Linked DNA regions of Mus musculus: regions 2, 3 and 4 are each linked to region 1. Evidence: chromatin contacts called from public Hi-C and HiChIP or PLAC-seq data. All regions are on one chromosome and are shown on one strand. Each heading gives the region's core, a stretch centred on a gene start, on an enhancer-like site or on the middle of the called end of the contact. The rest is flanking DNA. Distances are from core to core; before and after follow the strand shown. Region 1 has its middle 110 kb from the start of Gm22284. Region 2 overlaps Ebf1 (early B cell factor 1). Region 3 overlaps Ebf1 (early B cell factor 1). Region 4 overlaps Ebf1 (early B cell factor 1).

Evidence for each region. HiChIP or PLAC-seq counts read pairs in DNA pulled down with a chosen protein or histone mark. A called contact is a pair of places that touch in the nucleus more often than the background predicts.
Region 2: a Hi-C map of B cells shows a contact between it and region 1, with 2.9 times the contacts expected there. The contact joins two enhancer-like sites. A contact is called at or near these places in 3 of 15 datasets of contacts at CTCF or cohesin (large pre-B cells, pro-B cells and stem cell-derived epiblast-like cells), 9 of 484 Hi-C or Micro-C datasets (B cells, CD4 T cells, brown adipocytes and 5 more), 1 of 115 datasets of contacts at active chromatin or transcription factors (large pre-B cells) and 1 of 9 other capture datasets (embryonic stem cells).
Region 3: a contact with region 1 is called in an H3K27ac HiChIP or PLAC-seq map of large pre-B cells, with 14 times the contacts expected there. The contact joins two enhancer-like sites. A contact is called at or near these places in 1 of 39 promoter capture datasets (the C10 cell line), 2 of 15 datasets of contacts at CTCF or cohesin (large pre-B cells and pro-B cells), 8 of 484 Hi-C or Micro-C datasets (the C10 cell line, cortical neurons, embryonic fibroblasts and 4 more) and 2 of 115 datasets of contacts at active chromatin or transcription factors (embryonic basal ganglia and large pre-B cells).
Region 4: a CTCF HiChIP or PLAC-seq map of large pre-B cells shows a contact between it and region 1, with 22 times the contacts expected there. The contact joins two enhancer-like sites. A contact is called at or near these places in 2 of 15 datasets of contacts at CTCF or cohesin (large pre-B cells and pro-B cells), 1 of 484 Hi-C or Micro-C datasets (uterus) and 2 of 9 other capture datasets (adipose tissue and embryonic tail).

What each region holds. Positions count from the first base shown.
Region 1 is chr11:45,530,237-45,532,930 of GRCm38.p6, forward strand. No RefSeq gene overlaps it. Among named protein-coding and RNA genes, the nearest start is that of Gm22284, 110 kb to the right of the region's middle. Within about 2 kb of position 1,310, at least 6 of the 459 cell types and tissues checked have an H3K27ac peak or open chromatin away from gene starts, as enhancers often do. A contact at or near this core is called in B cells, where this site is marked.
Region 2 is chr11:44,763,884-44,766,577 of GRCm38.p6, forward strand. All of the region lies in intron 6 of Ebf1 (early B cell factor 1), which reads left to right. Among named protein-coding and RNA genes, the nearest start is that of Ebf1, 150 kb to the left of the region's middle. Within about 2 kb of position 1,383, at least 23 of the 459 cell types and tissues checked have an H3K27ac peak or open chromatin away from gene starts, as enhancers often do. A contact at or near this core is called in B cells, where this site is marked.
Region 3 is chr11:44,891,776-44,894,469 of GRCm38.p6, forward strand. The region is part of intron 8 of Ebf1 (early B cell factor 1); the gene reads left to right. Among named protein-coding and RNA genes, the nearest start is that of Gm51859, 200 kb to the right of the region's middle. Within about 2 kb of position 1,331, at least 71 of the 459 cell types and tissues checked have an H3K27ac peak or open chromatin away from gene starts, as enhancers often do.
Region 4 is chr11:44,918,984-44,921,677 of GRCm38.p6, forward strand. The region is part of intron 9 of Ebf1 (early B cell factor 1); the gene reads left to right. Among named protein-coding and RNA genes, the nearest start is that of Gm51859, 170 kb to the right of the region's middle. Within about 2 kb of position 1,363, at least 7 of the 459 cell types and tissues checked have an H3K27ac peak or open chromatin away from gene starts, as enhancers often do.

The DNA of each region.
Region 1 (2,694 bases), core at 60-2,559:
GAGATCCACTGCAGCTGTCTATATTGAACCTGTACAAGACTGAGCCCATCCATACTCATTTTGTTTAAGATTTATTTATTTATTTATTTATTTATTTATTTATTTATTATGTTATATGAGTACATTGTAGCTGTCTTCGGACACACCTAAAGAGTGCATCAAATCCCATTACAGATGGTTGTGAGCCACTATGTGGTTGCTGGGAATTGAAATCAGAACATCCGGAAGAGCAGTCAGTGCTCTTAACCACTGAGGCATCTCTCCAGCCCCATACTCAATCATTAATGGGAAAGGACTTATAGGGTTATGGGGACCTGCATCTCCGAGCTGAACTACTGGTTACTGATGGATGCCCAGGAGATGGATAGTCACTGGTTTCTGTTGTGTACCCACCGTTGAGCTCATCAGAGGCCATGGGAGAATGCTGCCTACTGACTTGCTCCCAGTGGCTTGCTCCATTTAGGTTTTAGAGAACCCAGGACCACCTACATGTGGATAGTACAACCCCACAGTGGACTGAACCCTCTTCCATCAAGAAAATGCCTCACGGACTTGTCTACAGAACAGTCTTATGGAGGCATTTCTCAATCTCTTTCCAGGTGACCCTTGCCTGCATCAAGTTAACAAAAAATGTAACCAGCCCAGGCAGAGATAGGATTCAAGGGTAGACGCACTGCCACTAAGCCGGAGCACCTGTAGTTATATATCCCAAGGACATACATGGTGAAAAGTTAGAAGTTGTCCTCTGAGGTCTGTACACATAAAGTACATTCATACATGTAATGACATACATGTAATTGTTTTTAAAGGCAATGAAGAAGGGGGAGCCATAGACTTGAAAAGATCTATAACATTTAAAAATCATATACACGAGCAAGACTAGAGGATGAGGTAATGTCCACAGCTGATAAAGCCATAGACCAGTGTAAGACGCGGGTCATTAAAAAGTAGTTATTTTCAGAGAAGGGGACTTGTTACAGTTGGGACAGACAGAGTTACATGTGCAGGCAGCTGTTCCACTTCTTCATTTGTGGAGTGACTGTAATGTTATTTACTATCTACCAATTCAACAAGCTGCACACTGGCTTTGTTTTTCTAGATGTCTAATTTCAGGGATGTGTGTTGAAAACTTTAATTACGGTGATAATTCACTTGCTTTGCGCATGAAGTTACTGTTCGGACACGACTAAGATGCAGTCCCCTAAGCAAAGGCCTACGTTTCCTTCCCTTTTTGAAAGAACTGGGATATCATAACTAGCGCCTGTCCATGGTTCCTTGATTAGACACACAGCAGAACCCACTGAAGCCTCACTGAAAGGTCTGTGACTTGGTTAAGAGAAAAGGCAAACACTCCACATACTACACCATGATGCACTTCCTCCATGATGCCTCTCCCTGCCAGGGAGAGGCTTCAAGTCTCCAGTCCCAGGATGGGAAGCTTACTGCTTTATGTTCCCCAGTTTTATAGTCCAGGCTCTTCTGTTTGTATTTCTTATACTCTTTGGAAATGTCATACATGTATCCAATATATCTACCTCCCACTCCTTCCCTGCAACTCCCCTTGGCCTTCCCTCAACACAACTTCTTCGAAATTTTAGGTCCGTCTGTCTGTCTTTTCCTCTCTCTCTCTCTCTCTCTCTCTCTCTCTCTAACTAGTTCTGCCCATATGTGTGAGCAGCCTACCCATGGCTACAACCCCAAAGAAAGTTGACTCTCCCTCCCCCTGAATGTATCAGCAGCCAGCCATCTGCCCCTCGGCTGAGAATGGGGCCTCAGGAGCCCTCCCTGCCTCATTGCTCCACACTGGATTAACTGACTTAACCGTGCTCTTTTCCAGGGTCTGGCACCAACCAGCCTTCCCACCTTCCCCATTCCCTGCTTCTCAGATACTTCACTCCACCTAGCTGCTCTACTTTGGGACTTCAATTTTCTGTCCGTCTTTTCCTTACTTCCCTCTTCATGGCTCCTCTACTCAATTTTCCCCTTTCCTTTGCCTCAGTACTACTTCAGTTATCCTTTAAGATACAGCTCTGTCCCCACACTCTAAAGTAATGCTTTCTTAGTCAGCCCCATTTTCCTTTATGTGCATTTCAAGATTGTCCAATACCACTATTAGACACTTGGTGTATCTCACTTGTAAGAGCATTTATTATTATTATTTTTTTTAGGGTCATCTGCCAATTTGTTTTGTATTAAGTCTGAGGCTATAACTGGTCCATTGTACATTTTTAAAGAATGCCGTCTGTGATGCTTTTTAGATGGGTAGTGGATAAGTGACTGGGTGAGTGGGGTGGATAGGTAGCTGAACTGGTAGTGGGTAGGCGTGTATGAACAGGTGAATGGACAGATTGGTGGATGGATAGATGGAAGAGTGGATGGGTGGATGGATAGATAGGTGGGTGGGTGAGCAGGGTGGACAGGTGGGTACATAGGTAGATAAACTGGTAGCCGAGTGGATAGGTGAATGTATGAATAGATGGATGGATGGATGGATGGATGGATGGATGGATGGATGGATGGATGGATAGGTGGGTGAGTGGGTGGGTAGGTAGGTGGTTAGACACATGGATAGGTTGCTGGATGGATAAATGGATGAATGGATGGTTAGAAGGGTGGATGGGTAGATGGATAGGTGGGTGGTCAGTAGATGATTTGAAGAACAAACCGAATGATACTATGTTGGAAAGCATCGGC
Region 2 (2,694 bases), core at 133-2,632, 770 kb before region 1:
CATCATCCTGTTCTTTCTTTTCGTTTTGGTTGCTGCCTAAACCTACAGTACCTATGAACCTCTCCAGTGCAGGCAACACTCATTCCATGAGGGTATAATTAGCCAGCAGAGATCTGTCCTAGAAAAACCATCAACTGCAATCAGAAATCCTGTGTCTCTCAGGGAAAGGTGGTGACTGAGATGGGACTCCATCATTTTACATGGCTTCCAAAGATGAGCAGCAGAGAGTTTGCAGGAGTTTTCTGAAACATCAGAACAGGGTAGGATGGGTTCATTTGCAAGTCTAACCCTTGCTTGCACGGGTTGAAATTGGCTTGAAACCAATTTGACCTCATGTGAAACCCTGGCTGTTTTGTGCTGGACAAAACAATGTGGCTTGGCTACTGGTGATACCAAACAGGGAGGGCTGAAGTTTTATGCTGTTGACTGAGACCTGAGTTTGAATCTTACCTCTGCCAATTACTGGATATAAGGTCTAAAGTTGATATAAATGCATTCCAGTTACTTCTCTGCAGTGCCCGCTCCCCTCTGAGGATTGCAGGATAAAAATAGACCCGGCACACACCGGCCTGTGTTGATTCAGGTTATTTCCCCCTTAGTAGTAATTCAGTTTCCTTTTATGTGTATTCAAGGCTCCACAAGTCCTAGTGAAAAATGGTCTGAGGAATGAGTAGGCAAGAAGTGCAGAGTGTCTCCATCTTGGACTTGTGCTCATAGGTTGGTGTCCAGAAAGAGTGTTCAGTGCTTCCTAGTCACAGACACAGAGAGACTGTCCAAGAGGTTAGCGGGCCATACGACCTCTGCGCCTGCCACACTCTTACCAGCCTGCACTGGCTTGGCAGGAAGCTTGAGGTTGCTGAAGTAAACCCCCTATTTCTCTTTAGGCCTGAACAGACACCAGTAATCATTATCAAACAGATCAAACAGCACCCTCTTGTTAAGTAGGGGCCACCCTGAAGAACAATTCCTCACACGCGATGGTTTATCCATTTTCACGGGGCCAACTCACAAAGGCAAATGAATTAAAAGCAATTTGGAGTTGCATTCAGTATTCTCAAGGCAAAAAGCGGCCTCCAGCATCTTTGCTGAGAGTCTTGGAAATCCGTGTCTTCGACAAGCCAGTCTCTCTGGCCTCGGTGATCGGCTTCTATTCAACCCGTGATTTAACTGGATTGATCGGAAGTAAGTCCTGAACTCTAAAGGAGGGTCCTCAGCTGGCAGCCCCGAGGCTGTGCCCTGCTCTGCCCCATGACTATGTGAGCGTTTACAGATGAGGTAGGAACCGAAAGTGGCAAACAGAACAGCCTGAGAAAATGATGGTCAATCGAGTAGAAAAGTCCACTATTTGCATCAGTACAATAATACACAGGCACACAAGATTTTCAGTTCCTCAAACCCGAGGAGTGGCCAAACAGTACCGTGTGAAGTCTGACATCCTGCTATACATATATATGTTGGGCAGGCTGGAAAAATATAGTAAAATCCCCTCTTGTGTGAGGGGACCTCTGCATAGTTCTCCCTAATTATGGAGGCTGCTGCTCTCTCCTCTTCTTTTTGTTTTCCCCTTCATTTTTGCCCTTGCCTTCTTCTCTTTCCCTCCCCTCCCCTTTCTCGTCCATTTTCTTGTGATTTCAGGTTGTTAGTAAACTCAATTATGAAATCCTAGCTTTAAAGTCAGCTCAGGGGGCAGCAAGATGGACCAGGTGGTAAGGGCAGTGACTTGAGTATCTTCCCTGGAATCCACATGGTGGGAGGGTAGAAGTGGTTCTTAAAAGTTGTTCTTGGAACCTCCAGACTTGTGCCATGAATGGCAACAGGGATGCCTCTGCTCCCCACATTCCCAACACAATCAAGAGACGATGAAAACATTTCAGTAAGATCTAAGGCTACACTACGTGACTTTAGGCATCCTCAGCACATGTTAATCCCTCCCGTTGTCCCCATCCACTCTCCTAAACCTTAAGATGCCCAGCTCTTATAAAACTTTGAAGTTCTCACTCTCTAATACACAGAACATTAACAATCCTTAAAGACAATGAAGGAAACCTGTGGCTGGCTTCTTATCTTTCTCAAGGTAAGAGGTTTGACTATTCTCTTCAAAGCTTTCCTCCTCCTCCTCCTCCTCCTCCTCCTCCTCCTCCTCCTCCTCCTCCTCCTCCTCCTCCATTCCTTTCCTCCAGTTGAAAATATAGAGCAAGACAGAAGTGGCCTTGCAGAGATTTGAACTTGTGACTCAAAGCACTGATTTCATGCAAGAGACCCATGATGTCTGGGCTGGGAGATCAAAGCCCTTGGTTTTGGCCTCACAGCTTCTGCTGTTTCTTTCTGGTACAGGATGAGGGTTTATGTCTTTATTTATCTATGGGGCTAGCAGAATCCCAGTCTGTCGTAATGGTAAATAAAACGTGTTGGAGTTACTATGGAGAAGAAAGGAGCAATTACAACTGCTTAAAACAGTATTAAAATATACTTAAGCAGAGGTTTGCCACGTAAACACACAATTAAAGCAGGAATTTGTGATGGATGCAGGAGTTTGACGGTCCCAGACATACTGTTTACTGGGGTAGTTAGCAGATGGATACGTCAACTGATCCCAGATGTGCAGCCTTTAAATGGGAACACACATCTTACTGGTGATGTATGCCTGCAAGTAGCAACAAATTACTTTCTGTTTAACTCTTACCTATTGAATGC
Region 3 (2,694 bases), core at 81-2,580, 640 kb before region 1:
CTGCAAGAGCTGTATGTGCTCTACACCACTGTACCATCTCTTCAATCTCTAATTTTTCTCTTTATTTTGTCAGTTTTACTTACGGAAATTTGTTAAGATGGAGCTTTCTCTTGCTTTCATACATGGCTTTGAGGATGGACTAGGAATTCTCTGGCCCTTTGTCCCCTCATCATTAAGTGGAGGTTTGGGATCGCCCTTCAAGCTCTGATGATTCTGTGAGAATGTCTCTGACTTCGTGAGGAACTACAGACACAGCTTTTCGGGGTAGCGACCCAAACACCGAGGTGATAGTTCTGCCGAGTTAAACTCACAGGCTAGCATAGTCAAAATGTCAAGCTTTCAGTTCAGTGAGAGACTGTCTCAAGGGGATATGGCAGAAAGTGAGAGAAAAATACCCAATGGATATTCTGCTTGACCATTCGTATGTAGGGGCATGCATACCTGAACACATACAAACTCACACACCAAGATCTCATTAAGCAGCCTAGGCTGGCTCCAAACTCATAATCCATCTACCTCTGTCCCTGAGTTGCAGGGTACAGGTATATATCCCCATGCATGACTTAAGATATCTTACAATAGCTATATGCCTATCTTAATCCATTAGGGAAAAAAACCACAGCTGTTACTTCAAAACGGTGATCTCATGGACATTAGTGCTTAGGGTAAGATCAAGCTTAGAGAAAGTATTAGATGGTTAAAATAAAAATCACAACTCGATAAAATCAAGTAAGTAATTGCCTACATGGTACTGGAATGTAGCAAAATTATGACTTAAGTTTGAAGCATGCTGTTAGAAAGGCTTTAAAGATAAAAAATAATAATTCATTCAATTTAATAGGAAACATGTAAGGCCCTGGGAAATATTCATTTTTATTTTTTCCCAATAAACCCTGTGTTTTTGTTTGTTGTTTGTCTTTTTTTTTTGTTGTTGTTGGTTGAAAGAAAGCTTTTTAGGTTCATTTTGCCATTAAGGTAGAGTTTCTGTTCTAGAGAAATTCTAAAAATCAAAACCTCTCCTAAGATATTGTCTCTATTTTTATTTTTAAACAAGCAATCTCTGTATGTCAGAAGGCAGAGAAGGACACGAAGCAAGAGCAAGCATCGAGCAGAGTCCGCCCAGGCAGCGCCCGCCCAGGCAGCGCATTATGATAATGTGCACAGAACCAGCTGGACACTGAGTTAAGCTGACACTGTGTTGTCAAGGGCAGCATCACCCATCAATTTCCGAGATAGGATTTGAGTTCAAATGGCAGAGAGAGCAGCAACTCTGTTGAGGCTGATGCGTGGGGGAAGGGTGGGGAAGGCAGGACAGGAACCCAGCACGGCTTAAAGGCAGGAAGTCCTGGTGCCTCCGGAAGCCGGTGGCTGCTACCTTCCGGTGTCTGCTACCTTCCCTTCTAACTTTAAATCTGTCAGAAAGCCCCACCTGGGTCCTTGCATGATTAGAGTCTTCTTCATGGGGTGGGGGTGGGATGGGGTGTGAGGGGGTATGGCTGTGTGTGGGTTACTGATACTAATTTTAACTCCCAAGAGAATGGGGTACCAGCTGCTTGAACCGAGGCCAGCGCAGCCCAGGAAACAGGACTCTACGTGGTCTCTTATCCATGGAGGAAGCACATTGTGGGTATAGCGGCAATCGTTTGTTTTGTTTGTTTCTTGTTCTTTGGAGACAGGGTCTCCCGGAGCCCAGGCTATATAGTCAAAGCTGGCCTTGAACTCCCTGCTCTTCCTGCTCCTACCTCCTAGATGCCACATTCACAGGCATGAGCTGCCCAGCTTTGTAAGAGGTGGTTTGTTAGTGCAGGCTGGAAGGATCCTCAACTTTTACTCCACCCACTTCAGTTCTTTCACAACATCAGACCATCAATGATTGCTCATTTGCTTTCCATTCGGTCGTTTATCTGGTCAACAAATATTTACCGGCTCTCTGCCTACTATATTAGATAAGAGAGGGGCAGAGGAGAGCAAAGCCGGGGCCAGCACTAACATGACGAGGTACACAGCTATGTGTACATACCAATTCATATGCAGGAAACAATGATAATCTCGATGATTTAATTGGCAATGTTGATAAGGGCTGTGAAAGAGAAATACAGGTTGCTAAGAAGGCTTAATACAAGGGACCCAGCAGAGTCTGAGGAGTCGGGAAGCTTCTCATATTTGAATGAGTAGCAGTTAGTGAAGTGAAGACGAAAAAAAGTCAATAGGTTGTTTGACTATTACATTGGGATAGACCATTAGACATTTGAGGGGAGAAGGGTGGTGTAGGTCTAAGAATTGCTTCTGAGAAGTGAACTTAGAAATTTTACATGTGTTAGTGTCTCTCTTTTGGTTGGACAAAGAAGTCCATTGTTTCCTTTCCAATCTTGTGGTGAGTGCTACAGCTCCTGGTCCAATAGATTGCACACTACAGATCTGGGCCTGTGTCTCTAGGGATGCTGATTTTGCTGCTGGTGCATGTGGTCTAGTGATGAGTGTTTTGGGAAAAAAAATATTTTTTTAATGCTCTTAACAGCCAGGGGAGGGCAATGCAGTTATAGAATCCACTTAAAAATAAGGGAAACTGAGGCCAACTGTTAAGGAGTTGGGTGTGGCTAAATGAAGAGTCAAGTTGGTTTCTGCACTCTTTAAACTTCCAAGTTGCTAACACAGTTGCTAACACATGGCTACTGTTCTTTCCCATTGTCAAGT
Region 4 (2,694 bases), core at 113-2,612, 610 kb before region 1:
GGGAGAATGCTGTGCGAATTATTAATACATAAATTAAAAAATTAATCTAGAAGGTGCGTTAGCATCCCTGGAGAAGCACAACCCAAACACAAAACATATTTAATATTATTCTGAGCTCCCACAGAGAAGATCCAAGCTTCTGTAGCCTATGATTCTACTGGTAAACTGAGGCATGGAATGTGGCAATTGCAGAGCCCAGAGTCTGTGTTCAAAGCCCTTTATTGTACTTGAGAGTTTTTTTTCTGATGATTAGTGTTAATTAGTTTTCCATAAACAATAACAAACTGCCCCTTCCCTTTTCTCTATCCCGCTGAGTCTTTACACTCGATTTCTTTTTCTTTTTTTTTTTTTTCTTTTTTTTTTTCTTTTTTTTTTATTAGGTATTTAACTCATTTACATTTCCAATGCTATACCAAAAGTCCCCCATATCCACCCACCCCCACTCCCCTGCCCACCCACTCCCCCTTTTTGGCCCTGGTGTTCCCCTGTACTGTCGATTTTTTTTTCTTACTTGACTTTCTAATGTGGCAGATAGTTAGTTCAGGGTTGTGAAGCTGGTGCGGGAAATTTGGCATTGTGTGTGTGTGTATGTGTGTGTGTGTGTGTGTGTGTGGTGTATGTTCTAGTTCTCTTTTTGCACATGGCTCAGCACTTCGCATTGCTTTTCTTTTATATAAAGCCAGTGGCTAGAGGACACACATGTAGGCTGCTGGTGGAGTTGCTTCTGAGCTCTGCTGGGGAGCTGTTCTCAGCTTAGCTTCCCAGAGAGAACAGTTGTGTGCTTCCAGTGCTCCAGACATGGAAGGTAAAGGAGCTACTAGGGATGAGATTGATGTTTTCAAAGGCAGAGAGAGAGGGTAAAGTCCAGAAATTATTGTAACATGATAAGCAGTCTAGAGAAAGAGGACAGTTGTGGCATGATGATGACAGCCATTAGTCAGGGGAGCTTGCTGCTTCTAATTGGTTAGGTTTCTAAACCTTCCTGAAATTCACTCTCCTTACTTATGAACCACTTAATAGCCATGCCTGCCCCCTGAAGTCTATCGGGCACAAGTCCCCGGAAGAGCTTAGGTTAGTGCTGAGCGCACCGCGAGAAGGCCACAACAGGTCAGCGTTGCTTAGGTCATCACCTTCATTATTGAGTACGAGGGAGCTATGGAGAGCACATGCTGTTGTTCCTCAGAGAAGATAGCTCTCCCAAAGACATGCCTTCCCCCAGGACTCTACAACGTGTTTTTCTTAGCACTCCAACTGTTCATGGATCATGCCTCCCTGCTCCTAGTGTCCTTTGGATGCCACAAGAGACCACACACAGACCCATGCTTCCTCTCCGGCCTTCCTGACTTTGCAGGTGGTTTCTTCAGACTGCTGCCTCCACAGCTGCTCTGCCTGCTCCAGTCCTCTCTGCTCTTTCCCCTGCTTCTGTCACGTAGAGCCCCATTTCTCCACCTCCACATCTGGATCTCTCTCTCTCTCTCTCTCTCTCTCTCTCTCTCTCTCTCAGAGACATCTTTGCCACCCATAGTTTGTGATGAGCCTGTGTCTTTTGGGCCCACACCACAGGGCTCTTCTGGCTCTCCTGTCTGAGTTTGGGGTAAACAAACACTCATATAGGCAGCTGGAAAGGACCATATTTTTGCTTCCTGGTAGCTGGGTAGTCTCTCCAGGCCATGAAGACTCAGTCCATGAGTCTTCCATCATCATACAGTCCCTAATGGTTTCCCTTGACTGTAATGTGCATGTGTATTTGCTGTTGAGGGGTTGGAGGAAATAGAGAGGGAGTCAGAGGAAACTGAACTTCACCAAAGAACACTTAACCAAAGAGGCTACTTCTGTTAACCTTTGGAGCTTTCCTCTGTGCAGTTACACATCTAATACATAGTACTCCACACTGGCATTCTTCTACTTTTCATTTTGATAATAGTTTCCCACAGTAGTTTATTTATATTATTACTTCCTGTGAAAGCAGAAGGGATGAGCACACATATACACAAGGAAGATAAATAAATCACATTTAAAGTTGTGTAAGTTTAGGAATAAACACTCTTTTAGTGTAGACATTTTATTATTACTGTCTTAACTTCTTTTCATTTTAGATTTATTTTTATTTTGACTTGTGTGCTTGTGTGTGTGCATATGCATGTGTGTGTGTTTGTGTATGCATGTACATGTGTGTGCAGTACCCCAAGAGACAGGAAGAGGGCATAAGATTCTCTAGCTGGATTGATTTAAAAGCAGTTGTAGGCTACCCAAGGACTTTGTTCTCTAGAAGAACAGCAAGTAGTTTTAACAACTAAGCCATTTCTCAAACTCTTTAATACCTTAAAATATTTACTTCATTTCTTATTGAAGCCACAAATGTTGAGCAGTGTTCCTTTTCCTTACCATATAGAAACCATATAGACAGCAGCCCGTGCTCCTGTTGGGATATAAGTGCAAAGCTAGTCGAGTTGTCACTTTGATAGTGAGTTATTTGGTGAGTGTTCTAATATTACTGGGTTAAGAAGAATGGATTCCTGTAAGGGTAATTGTGCCTACTGGAGTCAAACATTTAGTAGAGTTATGAGCATATTTACACATGGATTTATTTCAGGAATGTTTAGAATATTATGTATGGAAGACATTCATTTCATAACATATTTTTAGATTTGTTTATTTTTATTTTTTGTGTATGAATGCATTACCTACATGTTT